Linked DNA regions of Gasterosteus aculeatus: region 1 is linked to region 2. Evidence: chromatin contacts called from public Hi-C data. All regions are on one chromosome and are shown on one strand. Each heading gives the region's core, a stretch centred on a gene start, on an enhancer-like site or on the middle of the called end of the contact. The rest is flanking DNA. Distances are from core to core; before and after follow the strand shown.

Region 1 (7,399 bases), core at 2,665-5,164, 55 kb before region 2:
ACAGTCAGATGTGGACAAGCATTGCTGGCAAAAACAATAAAACCCATTAGGACTACAAGCTGTATAGAACGAGAACACTTAAACCAGAGCGTAAGATATCCGAATTCATCTGAATTCTGACTCATCAAATTTTTTTTTTTTTCTTATGGTACAAAACACTATACTCTTCAGTTGAGAATTCCAGACAGAAACACACACACACACGCGCACACACACACACACACACACACACACACACACACACACACACACACACACACACACACACACACACACACACACACACACACACAGATACTTGCATGTTTTTATAGGTGCTAGAAAGGACACGGATATATGTTACCATCTCAGACATCCAATTAGCTCCGCGCAAACTCAATTTCATCCAAGGTCATGACAGAAAATGAGATAAGAATATCACAGAAATGTGATTAAAATGTCTTGTGTAGTTTGTTTATAAATAATGTTATTAAAACTCAAAGTCACTGTGAATACGTTTAAAGTGTATCAAGAACAATAACGCCAAAAATGACTAAACGTGAAATGCAGCTTTGATTGTTGGTAATGATCATTTACACAGATACCACAAAATGTAAACAACGATTTACCCGTTGACTTTGTATCCCAGGTGTTAATCCCGCCCCCTGACGTCTGTCCGCGTATGCAGGCGGCTGATTGGCTGCTTCAACAGACCGCTGTGGGGATTCGGTCTCTGATTTGATTAAAGAGCCTTCAGCGCCGAACCGATCAGGAGTGGACTCGTCGTAAGCCTCAGAAAACGCCGTGTCATTATCATGACGTCTTCCCGAGTCGTCCTCCTCCTCTGAATGTGTCTCTGTCTATGTCCCACTCACCTGCTCTTCACCTGGAAGCGCTCGTGATGATATTTCTGTCCTGGGTGAGACAGTTTGCGACCTGTCATGCATTTCATCTTTTTCTTTCATCGCGCCGGCTGAAACATTGCCCATCTGCCCCTCCGTGTTCCTGGTACTTGGTGCTTCTCCGCTTTGGACTGTGGAGGTTAAAACAGTCGGGTTTGAAGCTGGACCTTTCTGAGGCGCTGTAAAGTTCTCCTTTAGATTTCCTCCTGTATGTCTTAAGAGTTCAGCAGCTGGATCTACTGAAACTGGATGTATAATGACGAGCGGCGGTGCCTCCTTTCTTCCCTCCTTTACGGATGAAGGGTACGCGATGGAAGTGACTGACCCAGGTTCTGTGACGGGACCTGAGACATGAGGAGATCTCGTAGCAGACTGTGGCCCATGAGGGAAAGCAATCTCCGGACTTGCTGTACTTGCAGCTTCTGATGAGACACCCTCAGGGTTCTCAGGTGGAACGTTAAGGCTTGAAAGGGCTGTGTCAGCACTTTCCTCGATCGCTTGATGAGCAGTTTCAAGTGTGTGTACTGAAGGAGCCTTGGCTGCGATGCTTCCTTCAGTGCTCAAAGGCTCCTCCATTGCTCCTAGTATGTCAAGGCGAGCATCAGGAAACTGCTCAGTTCCATTTCGAGACGTAGGCTGTGGTTCAACATCGGCACCTGGAGCCGTCGGTTTGTCCTTTTCTCCACCGGTCGAGTTTATAATCTGAGTGTCTGTGTCCGGCTGGGTTTCCGCTACAGCTTCGGCGTGCACAACCTCGACATCGGGATGTGTCCTCAGGGGGGAGGTATTGCTCACTGGTGTCCCCTCAGTGGGACCAGACTGTAGAGTTGTGTTTTTAGTTGCTCCGGGTGACACTCGGGTCTCCGGCCTAATGGTCACCTCGTTTATAGCAGCAATCTCCTGGGTGAAAGGGTTGAAATTGGGGAAAATATTACTCATTATGCAAAGCAGCAGAGATATGAAATACATTGTGGAATGTTTTGTAATTACCACGTCTTTTCAGCCCTATTGATTAATCCACTCACTCATTCTTCCTAATAAGACCTGTTCTAATAAGACTGTGTGGGTGTGTGCGAACTAACTTTTGTAATTGCTAAATCCCCGAACTGCCTGTTTATTTGCTTGTAGTTGAGTGAGCTCGGATAATTCCCAGCAAAGCTCCACCTGTTTCACGGTTTCACAAAGAGCGGCTGTGGCTGAGGTCAAAAACAAAACTGTCTAGTTGTCGTCGCACTAATCTGCCCTGGATTCTGGACAAGACTTTTTTTGTTTTAGTTGGAAATTGAGCGGAGACAGTGACAATACAAAAAGCTTTACCAAAAGCATAAATTGTCAATGCATTGCTAACCGTGCCAAAAAATTATGAGTCAGTTTTAATTATTAATTATTTTAATTATCAGTTAAAATCCGACACACACATTTCCCCCGGCCTCCAACACCAGTGGTCCCACTGTGCTTTGGTTAAAGCCTTTTCTATAAACAGGAAAAATATGAGTAATGGAGGGAAAACATGCAGATATCACCAAGCCGATTCTGAATCTTCTGACTGAATAACTACCAATATAATTTAGCCAGTAACTATATTGTGAAAAAAAGATGAAAACTAAATTGTAACTCCATGCATCACTGCTTTTGAGTTGTTAAGGGTTAAATTGATCTTTGTTCAGTTTCCCAAAGCGACAAAGACATTTTCCACACAGTATTTTAAGAGATTTACTCTTTGATGTGAAAATCTTCTCCTGCCTTTCATCCTCTCACATGCACACGTAAGAAGCCCCCTGAACCCGACTCAGGAATATGCGAGCTAATATGCAGCATGTCCCTTCTTAAGAAACTCGTAGAGAAACTCAATCGCAGTGCCAACATTTACAGGAAAACGTTTAAACCTCATTACATGCCATCGAAAAGAAAACTGAAGATAAGACAGTCCATTATGATTTCTAAGCTCGTGAGAAGATGTGTTATATCTTTTCACACTGCGTTTCCAGATAGCAAAAGAAAAAAGTGATTTAAAGACAACAATTCCAATAAATGTTGATGTAATAGAAATCAAGTTTTTCAAAGTTTTTCAAAGCTCTCTGATCACAAAAAAGCAAAAAATAAAGACGGCTAATCTTTAAGTTTATCAGTTTTTTAACGTTTTGAATAGACAGTGAGGATGGAGAGACTTACGCCGCTGAGCAGCAGTATCAGCATCACAGCGCTCCGCATGGCTCCTGGTTAACGTCTCTCCTGGACTCCTCCGACAGCAGCTGCTCCGCACACTTAAGTTCAGGTGCTCAACGGGAAAAGCACACACCTTCCCTGGAGGACGAGCCCAGCGCTGACCTGCACGTTTACAGCACATAGAAACAAACAGACCAACAACAGACGGACTACTTGGGTCACCCTGGTGAACTCTCATGCAATCATACACACACCTGCACACACAGACACACACGCACACACTAGCTCGCCTGCTTCCTGTGGCAACACAGCGCCAGACCGTTCGGTCACCACCACTTGGAACTCAGAAGGTTGGAACAGGAGTGTGAAGAGCAACAGACACTTATGTGTGTTGTCCACGGGGGACGCTCCTTTACAGTAGGTCTTTACAGTAGGTCTTTACAGTAGGTGTAGGTCCTTTGTTGTCGGGGCAGATTGATGGTGAAGGAAAAGGGAAAGACAACTGTCACTGAGCTGTGGATGAGGGACAAGCTCACCATCCTCATTCACCTCTTTTCATTCTAGTTTTATTCCTCTTCTTCAGCAGGAACACTTGCATTGTAGATTTGTATGTTGTATGTTGTATTCTTTGGAAGACACCATCTAAAAGGTCCCTTTTTTCCCTCCAACTAATGACTGTGAGATGCTTAATTTGCTGTTGATCTTCACTTTGAACCCTCCCTCCTCTTCTTTTTTGGTTTTCCTGTCGGGAGGGGAGGAGTGTGGCCCAGGTGAGGAATGTGACACTGAGATCATAAGAGCGAGAAGCTGCTGCCCGGAGAGCGATGTGACGGGTGAGGTTGTGTCTTACGGTAAAGGGGTTTTGTGTGGTCAGGACGCAAACCGCCTCCCGGCAGCGTCGGGCCCAAATGTTTTTGGATTGGCCGTCCCGGGCCGAGGCGCAAGGGGACGCTGTCCTGTAGGCGGTCCAGATGCAGCTGCAGCCCGGATGGAGGGACGCAGAAGGAGAGGCGGGGCCCCAGTCCGTCCCACAGAAGAGCAGCAGCAGCACATCTGTGGGGCACATCTGTGAGAGGTTTACTGCAAACATGACCAGTGCACCATGGCACTGACGACAGTGAAGACTCTCAGCTCCGCCTCCTGCTGAGAAAGCCCCTCCCCTTCCTGCAACTCACCTGACCAACGTTGACCCAGACGCATCAGCACACTCTGCTCGTCTGGAAAACTGTCATGTAGACGTTAGCCCATTCACAAATACATGTACACATACAGAGCTCTCTCTCTGTCTCTCACACGCGCTCACAGGGCACGTTTGTTCTTTCACTCATTCACTGGACGTTGACGGACGTGAGATGAGAATATAGGTGTGTGTAGATTTTAAGTCCAAAGATGAGGTATCACAGAGGGACTGAAGACTGTTCTCACAGAGAGCCACTTCGCATGTGAATGCAAACTGTATCACAAAGCCGACAGATTCAGACGGCATTAAACAGCGTGTGTGTGTGTATGTGTGTGTGTGTGTGTGTGTGTAAACAGTCAAGGTCAAGTCTGACAGCAAAGCCTTCAGCTAAATCCTTTCATCCGACACATCATGGAAAGAAAAACCTTCCCTAGATAAACAGGTTAGCCGTCTCGCACGACCTTGTCAGCGCTGTGGAAATTAAAGATTAATCTGGAGCAAAACAAATTTGCAGTTGAGTTTTGCTTTACATGAACGTACAACACATAACTGTAATGATATATGGTCTTTGTTAGAAAAGAAGGTTTTTATTCCCGCCAAGCCTGGTGAGATAAGATTGTGTGTGAGTTGTTAGAATAGTAGAGAAAAAGCATATAGTTTGGGACAGTGTGAAGTGGAGGGCCGCCTTAGATAACACAACTTCCTGTTCCCGTATCAGTGAAACTTAACCCTATTTACCCACCAATGTCCCCTGAGAGGAAATCTGTTTTCCTGTGTTGAGCCTAATTAGTGTTACTTACAGATCTAGGGACAGTGTGGACAATGTGACATGCTGGACCCACTTGGTCATCTTCTGCATGTTCAACAGCGGTAACAGACCCACTTCTGCAAAAGCACTACAATTATTATTAATGACATTTATTAATGACTAATTTCTAACAAGATTCACACTTAAAGAATACTCGAAATTGATTTATTTGACTAAAGCAGGTATGTCAATGTCAGGCAACAAATTGGTCTATTGAGGCACATTTACTTGTAAGTTGTCTAAAATTTCCGTTGGCCTCGGAGATTAAAGGTATACCATGTTCTACCATATTTATTAACAAATCTCCAATAAAGGCAATAATTCTCCCAAAAGTATTTAAAAAAAAGAAAATATATATAATTTAAAGGTAGCAATATCAGTCAGTACAGGGTTTGGGGTTAGTTCTTTTTTTAATAGTCCTTTAAACACATATGGAAACACTTCTGTTGTTAAAGTTCTTGACAGGCATCATGATTCATATGAAATATAAAGGGCGCAATAAATGAAACATGGATTTATCTTCTACAGTTTATTCTAATTTATTGATTTACCAGAAAGCTTCTGTTATCTATTAAATCCAGGCTTGACAGGGACGTCTTTGTCAAGGTTACGTCCTCAGCTGCATGTTGATCACGGCCCTGTGAACTACAGACCGGAGCCTTAACATAACCTGCGTACTGTAAGAATCGAGCTTCGTAGTCGACAAAAGGTGGAATCTCTGCTTAAATACATATTTTTCAGTCCAGAACATCTTTATTGGGACTCCAGCAGGGGCGTGTGACGTTGTCTGGCTTCTGCACCCTCACTTCTCATAAGTCCTGCGTTCACATTTCCGGAACACGTCAAACTCAACCTATTACAACAACACAACAGCAGGTGATATAAATACACATCTTATTTAAGGGGAACAGCAGATGATGAAAAGATGGAATGTCCAAAGATCTCGACAATGGAAGCAGGGACTGAAAAAAGAATTCATCCGCCTGTGGTTCTGTCATTATTCTGTTGGTGAGGTGGTTTTAAATCACATTTAATATCATGGATACATACAAAATTAGAACAATCAGGCGGGCCTTAAACACATACCTCTTTCACCATGACCATGCATAAAAATCACAAGAACTCTAGAGCACAGAAAATACTATGATTGCTTGATTCTACTGATCGATGCATACACAATGTGACTGAAACAACATGGCAACTTAAAGACAAATCGTACTCTGCCTGTTGTTCCTTTTGTGTGTTAGCATCCATGTTGCATCACATGTTAAAAGGATATTGACGTTTTGTCATCACGTGGAGGAAGGCAACACATCCCGAAGAAGACACGCCCCTGGATCTTTGTACCGGAAGAAAATGGCTTTAGTCGCCTCTCTGACACCACGTGGGCGGAACATCCATTTTCCTTCATGCAGGCTGTCTGTCCTGCAGATGGTTGCACCTCAGGCTAAAGTTGTTATCGTCCATTCAGCAGATGCAGAATACTGATTCAGAGTGATGTCCCCTCTGGTCCAGTCTCATCATCTTGATATCATGACTGACCCGCAAAAGACACTTTTAGTCCTTCTGATCTTTAAACATCTTCACTTTTGGTCCAATGATTAAAAAAAATGTCAGAAGGTGATATTTTACAAAATCAGTGGTGCAGTATCTTGAGACCAGACATCTCGTACTCTGCAGCTCTTCAGAATCATTTTCACACCACAGAGTCAACACAAACGTACACTGTGCTGCTCCAGTTGAAGATACACCATCATTGTTTTCACATAAGGACAGTTTTTGATTCCCTGCATGGACTTTCTGTTGATTGGTGCCCTTGAACCTGGGGAATACTCTTGTTGTAAACAGGAACTATGTCGAAGTCGAAATTGTCAAATAATCCATAGATTGCTACTCTTACAACTAGGCACCATCGAGACTAACAGCAACCCTCTCAAATGACCTGAAAATAAGAAACAAAAGCTCAAATACATTCATTTTATTACATTTTTTTACATGCTACCTCTATGTTTGCCAACACAAAAAGCTTCAGTTTCTTGGATTCAAAGAGAGGTGTGAACATATTGGATTGATAACCCAAAGTATTTTGTTTTGAAAAAAAACAATTAAAACAGTAACTTTCGAGGGAAGGCTCTGCAACGCTTGGCTTTGCTGCTGCGATCTTGCACAGTCAGTCTCTCCTAAATTTGGCAGATTTTCACTATTGACAGCACACATGCACAAACACACTCTTGTGTCCACACAACATAGCCTCCCTCCAGCTACAACACACACACACACACACACACACACACACACACACACACACACACACACACACACACACACACACACACACACACACACACACACAATCCAACATGA
Region 2 (6,952 bases), core at 637-3,136:
CCCGAACAGAAGGACACAAAAGCCAGAGCTATTGATGTGCTAAGATGAAGGGACTGGGAGACCGGACTATATTTAGCTTCATTGAGATGTTAATGGTTTGGACCATGAGAGCACTTTTGTGCATGTGTGAGCGAGTGTATGTGTGGCTCAGCATGTGTCCGGGTGTGTGTTAACAATGAGCTCTGCAAGAACCACAAAATGAAGTTCCGGGCTTCACGTTGGAGACCTTGATCATAGAAAATGGGAATAATTACAATTGGGCGTGGCAGAATCAATAGTTGTCCGTTTGCAAGGACGTTGCATGGAAATAGCAGCAATGCCGCTTGCTTTCTTGGCCTGAATCAATCTCTCGCTCTCTCACTCTCGACCCAACCCAGATTTCTGCCCACGACTGTTGTCTTCCTCCTACTTGTTTCCTAGCAACTGATCTGACATGCCCCTATTCTCCGTGCTGATAATTTGTCGCCGTAACCCTAGATTTTATGGAATAAGCTATTTAAATCCCTGTTCCCCAAGCAGGGCTGAGTTATGATCGTTGTCTCCAAGCGAACGACCCCGGTACACGCATGTTGTTAACCTGGTTTCAGTTTGGAGAGGTCGATGCAACAGTTAGACAGTGAAGGGTGTGCTAAAATCATCAACCAGGTAACAAAACAAGCATCAACGCAGACATTTTTATGACTGTCTGAGATATTACATCAATTTAAGCTACTTAATTTAGAATTTTGCAACATTATTAACTAATTAGCTGGGTCTTTGGCCGTGTAATGAATCCTCTGTGGTGAACTGTTGACTTTCATTATTGAAAAATGTTGCCTAATGTTTGTCTCTCTGGTACAACATCCCAAAAAATCTTGAATGTGAATATCATTGTGGGGCCACTTAGGTTTTAGCATCTAGATCCATTATAGCGCAGGGGAAGACACTTACAGCTAATATTTATTGTTTAAAACACCAAAGATGCTTCTGTATGTTAGTATGAAACTAATTCATATGTGTACTAACACAACTATGACATTATGTACCCTAAATCATGTCTAATGCTGCATATTTGCTGAATAGTCAAATGTGATGGAAGATGCTATTGCTAAGCAGTTATCTCCATCTAGTGACAAACAGACGTATTACATTATTTAATGTACAAAATTAAATTCCCAAATCTCTGTTTTCTGTTTGGATATTGGCAGTTCAACCAATTGAGAGGACAATGTCTTACAATTGATTGTACTGCCTGATAACTGTAAAATGTAAGAATATGTATGTTTATGTAACAGTGGCCTCAGTTGTTTTTTTATTTAGCTCAGTCTGCCCCTCAGCTGCTGTTTACTGCGCCTCCTCACTCCCCCAGGCCCATGATGGATTTCCAAGGAACTATCCAGACCCGCCTCTCTCCTTCCATCCACCGGAAGCCCTCAGGACCCCCAAATTACGCTCCACAGTAATAACATTAACCCTAATCATTTAAATACTTTTGTGATTTCCCTTTTTACAATGCAAGCTTTTGCTATGAGGGTACAATTTATTATTATTTATTGTACAAACAACACATGTGAAAAAACCTTAAAAAGGGAGGAAAACATGCATTTTCAGAATAAGCCCCTTGAACTGTAGTTTTATTGTTCAACGTAAATAATACTTTAGGAGACCTTTTTCACTCCAGGTTTCAGCAACACAGTGCAAAACAAACGGTGGGAAGCAGGTGGGTTAATCAAGAAAAGCCAGGAATAAGCCTGCCAGTCGTAAGCAGATGGTTGACACTTTACTCACATTACTGAGACTTTCTCGGCGGACACTGATTGGCTTGAATTTTCACTCTACAGGACAGACTTTCCCCACATCATTACCTAATGGCTTCTTAAGTGGCAGCTGCTCTGGTCTGGAGAACACACTGTGCAGACGAGCTCGACTGAAGCTGCAGTGAATCACTAAGACTGTGGATTACGAGTGGCCTCTGGAGGGCAAAACCACGCTCATCCAACAAGCATCGTGGCTTGAGATGAATAAAATGAAGCAATGATTCATCAGCTCTTTGTGTGTTTGCAGTCTCAGCCACTGCTTCTCTCCATCGATGTTTACGCGTGCCAGATCCAACTCCAAAAAGAGCTTTACATATGCGATATGTCCCCCTTGTTCTCATTGTGCATCTGCTCGAATAATTCGGGAAAATCCGTCTAAATCACTCCCTGTCTTTGACAAATCCTTCCGGTTGGATTATGATGCCCGCGTTTACCCATTTATTTTAAACGGCATCATCGTACAAACTGATGATTACTCCACGGGCTACAACATCCATGTGTCTTATGAATGCATGAATGAGTTCTCAGCAGCTCCACTAGAGGTCACAGACACCACGTTGAGGCAGTAGTTGGCTGCCACGTTGGATATTGATGATGACTCAGTTTGCTTACCCAGCAGCCTTCTACCCATTTGTAATACATACTACCCTCCTGGAGCAACATAAGTCACATAGCTGCAGCGTTTGGGCTCCCTCTGGTTTTGAGAGCTGTGGAATGGATGTGATGAATATCTCGCTCACACGTTTTGGGGCGGGTCTCTGGCTTGTTTCCCTGCATAGGTCGCCATCAAAAGTTAATGTGGGTGTCGTGATGCTGGCCACATATTCCAACCCACTACCAAATTGTAATGTCACAATAGGGCGGCCAAAAAAGGCTATTAGATACAGCTAAGGCCCTCGTGATAAGCCCATTTGGCTTGAAAGCATCAGTGACTGAAATAAATCCTGTTGTACTACAAAGGTATTATTTGCTCCAATAAGCTAACAGCATTGAACTCTCGGAGCACATCACAATCATCTTTGATATTCAAATCTGGAGCTTTGAATAAACGAACGGGAGTGAATTCAAGGTCTATGGCGGGGCGCACATGCATCCCCTTTAGTGTCAGGGCTTTAATGTTGAAAGAAGCACATGACAGCTCAGCTAGTTTGAGCGTACGCGCACACACATGAACATGCAGACTTACCCCACACACACACACACACACACACAGTGGGGGTAAAGTCAGTATTAAAGTTTTGTTCTGGAGTGGTGAAATGAACCTTAATACAGTTCTAAATCCTGACAAAATAATGAATTATAACATTTTTGCCAAACAGGCAGTAATGTTTTTTATTTGCAGCATTTTCATGAGAAATAATATTTTCTGAAATGTGATATGATTGTAGTTGTCAGGGTTGGGTAGGAAGGTAGGAATCAAACGCAGACGTTGAAAGCAAAAGGACTTTAATAGTCAAAAAGGCAAAAGCAAAACGCCAACAGGCAAAAACACACACACAAACCGGGGGAAAAGAGGCAGGCAGGAAAGCGGAACATCAAGACGATATACAGGAACATCCGTGACTAAGGACAATGACTCCACAAACGAAAAACAACGCACACTGCTTAAATACACAAGGGAGGTGCAGGTGATTGGACACAGGTGGAAACAATCCGACAATCACAGGGGATGACAGGACCAGGCAGGAAGTGAAGTTACCCGGGGACACGAGTGGCAGAAAACTACAAAATAAGACAGGAAGTGCACCACACCGTGACAGTAGTTCTAGATTTATAACTTCACCTTTTTGCAACTTGACAATCAAAGGTTGAATAACTTCCTGCCAGAACCAATTTTAAGTGTGTGTGTGTCTTTGGGAGGTTAAAGGTGTAACTTCTCTGGCCAAACATCATTACATGAGGGTGTTTTATTTGTATGTGTTGGCAGGGCCCATTGCTTCCTGTGCAAAATGGTTTAATACCAAAGGGCAGAGTGGGAGGTCAACACAGAGTGCTTCTTTTCCTGGCAGAAGCTGAAAAGCGAACCAGCCTCTCAGAAAAATGTATCTTTCCAGCAACGTTAATCTGTTTCAGTCAGTAAATCAAGGTAAATAATGATCTAACATGAATCAGTTCCTATTTTGACAGGGGTTGATAGGCTGCTTCTAAGTCAATAAATAATGGATTCTTAATCAAGTGTTCCAATGATCTGAGAAACATGGATCTCGCGCTGTGTTCCTCACAAGGTTTTCTCCTTTAATTTCCAGAATTACAGTCAATACCTAGCTTCACTTCTTCAGACCTTTCTCACACAGAAATAACATGAAAATTCCATAAAACACAGAGCCAATACATCATTTCAAGACATTGCTCGAAGCAAGTGAGTTCAGCAGATCTATCATCTTATTAATTATTAAACAGACAATAAATGTGAGAAGTATCTGCGAACCATACTCATTTATAGTCCTGTTTTCGGTCTCTGCCCATCTGAGTGGGAATGTTCAATAGTAAATGAGAAAGCGGGCGGCTGTCGTGGAGTGTTGAATGGGACGACCGGAGGCCATATTTCAAGGTCCCTCAGGATACGTCGCTGGTGTTATTTAGCAGAGCACGAGCCCAGAGATGCATGGCAGTAACATTTAGTGCTGGGATACTGAAAGAATTGGGAACATGCAAAGGGAGCATGGAGATGATCTCGACATCTTAAAGATAAAGTGCCACAATCGCTTGAATGGACTTTGTTGACTCCCAGATAATGAATGATAATGACTTTTGGGATGTTTGAGTTCCATCGTATCACAAAAGGATTTGTGGTTTGGGTATAAACAGCTATTGTGACGTCCCCCTAAAGAGGAAATGTAACCACTTTGGTGATATCTTCATCATCAGGTTAATTTTTTCTCCAATACTTTTATGTCCAAATGTCTGCAAATATAATCAGATTCTGCTCAGTTCTTAGCCCTGATTAGCAACTATGCTAAAACACTAAACTAATATGTGGATTGTGAAGTATTCTTACTAAACATAAGCATTGTTAGCTTTGTCAATGCTGCTATGCTAACGCTGGCATTTAGCTGAAACCATTTTTACCTTTACTGATAGTGACAACAGTCTTTTGGCAGGTACGTGGGGACAATGAGAGGGAGGGGTGGCATTTCGACAAAGGTCAATATAGTGGCATTGTGATAATACAATACGACAATAAAGTATATGCTATTTTTAAACACAACTGTATTTCATCAATATTGTCTTGAAGTTGATCATCAAAACCAACGAGGACAAAGACTACGCCACAATCAGAGCAATCAATTATCAACGCTATTAAATCGATAATAAATGACAACATATAAGAACAAAACTGAGTTTCATATTACTTCCCTCTGTATCAGTCTCTTTTTGCTGCACTTCCAACTGCCATCCCGTCAATGTCTCTATTCTAAACCCCGGAGCCAAATTTAGCCAAACTCAGACGCCATCACCGACTGACATATCCGACAGCTTGGTAACTCATGATCTCTCTCCATCTCTGTGATGGTCATCAACAGTGTCAGTTTGCTGGTTTGCCATCCAAACACGGGAAGACAGACGGAGAGAGAGCAGAATGTGAGGCTGGACGCGAGGTGCAGTGTATCGCTTTATCACTTAATGAGAGGCGCGCCGTCTTCATCCCCGTACAAAACAAATACATCCTCGCCGCAAAACAAATATGCCAGCTTGAATGAACAAAAACATTATTATGGAGCGAGCAAGTGAGCAAACATTACCTCCCCTCACCTCGTCACATATTCTCCCTCAATAACATTGCCTTCTCCGTTCTGCATATTGTTTGACAGACACATGGTTTTGTGCCGCTGAATGTGGCTTTTCAGCATGTCATCATCAATAATTCACTTATGACAAACAGCTCTGACATTTAAACTGCGCTGGGTGTCTGTCTGACACAGAGAGGGAGAGACAATAATGAAGGAGAAGGAGACGCGTACGAGGAGAAGCAGATTATAAAGAGTCAGGTGGCTGGCCTGGTAAACTGTCAAACCCTGAGTAGTAAAACATTGATGGGAGAAGCAAAGATGCCTAAGATGACCTTTTCAGAAATCCTCCATTGACCTCGGACTGAGTAACTGTAGCTCGGAGCTACGAGTGCCGTCGCGCAATTGGTATAGATGAGCGAACAGGTTTTTATGACATTTAGATTGCATGCCTTGATGCCCATTCATGGCTCTGTTTGAAACATCAATCACACACTCACGCAGTCTTTGGGAGAATATGTGAATGACCAAGATTGTAAATCTTAGAGTCTTCTCTCCTGAATATCTGTCCGACAAGCAGCTCAACAGGTTGACGAGGAACCAAAGGTGTGAGGCCATGTGTGCAGGCGATGTTTCAGAGCTCACGCTTTGTTGGCGGACAAACACTGAGCGATGCAGCCAGATTCAAACTTAATGTAAATGCATATTTTATCTAATTTATGTAGTATCTTTCCAGATTGATAACATTATAACCATGACCTTGTGACTACAACAAGGGTTTGCAGCTAGGTAGCAGCTCTGCTCTGCCTTGAGCAACATAAAAAATCTTAGCTTAGCATATTAGCATACAAACATATAGCTTTAAGTACAACCATAAGGCTCTTAGAAATGTCTTCTGCAAGTATCTTGGTAAAAAATAAAGTATTGGTGCTGCCAGTAGACTGGAATGAAGGGATCACCAAAGTGATTACAATTCACCCAGAGGAGAACTATCACATTACAAAAGCTTCATGAAAAACCAAGCCAACCAAGACATTTCACTGAAACCGCAAATGTAATCCTCATGCCGACGCTGAAGAAACAGTCACAAGATCACCGAGTTCGGCAGGGTTCATCCTTTGAGGACCGGGACATGCCTGTATAAGATATCATGTGAATTGATATACAAACATTCATGGAGGCAAGCCGCTTGCAAAATAAAAAGCCATTTGGTTATGGCCCTGCTACACCCAGTTGGTCTCAGTTGGTCTCCCACAAAAAAATTAAAATAAACCCAAACCATGTTCTTTGTACCGGTGGAAAAATAATGAGGCTTGTGCCTGGCGCCTTAACAAAAACACTGACACTGTGTGCTCCGATCCGGTTGTGATCAGTACAAATAATGGTCACATACTGGGTCCAAGTCTATAAACACACCCCTGCCGAGAA

What was found. Hi-C and Micro-C count contacts between places; a contact is called where the count stands out from the background.
Region 1: a Hi-C map of liver shows a contact between it and region 2, with 2.0 times the contacts expected there. The contact joins the promoter of LOC120824346 here to the enhancer-like site in region 2. A contact is called at or near these places in 2 of 6 Hi-C or Micro-C datasets (liver and skeletal muscle).

What each region holds. Positions count from the first base shown.
Region 1 is chr8:16,852,095-16,859,493 of fGasAcu3.hap1.1, reverse strand. It overlaps LOC120824346, which reads right to left and starts at 3,914. Exons shown (of 63, transcript XM_078108096.1): 1 at 3,054-3,914; 2 at 609-1,781. LOC144411459 (a long non-coding RNA gene) reads left to right here and starts at 5,032. Exons shown (of 2, transcript XR_013468630.1): 1 at 5,032-6,481; 2 at 6,529-6,721. It overlaps cacna1ea (calcium channel, voltage-dependent, R type, alpha 1E subunit a), which reads right to left. Exons shown (of 48, transcript XM_078108439.1): 48 at 5,427-7,399.
Region 2 is chr8:16,795,540-16,802,491 of fGasAcu3.hap1.1, reverse strand. All of the region lies in intron 2 of cacna1ea (calcium channel, voltage-dependent, R type, alpha 1E subunit a), which reads right to left. Among protein-coding and RNA genes, the nearest start is that of cacna1ea, 14 kb to the right of the region's middle. Within about 2 kb of position 1,886, at least 1 of the 9 cell types and tissues checked has open chromatin away from gene starts, as enhancers often do.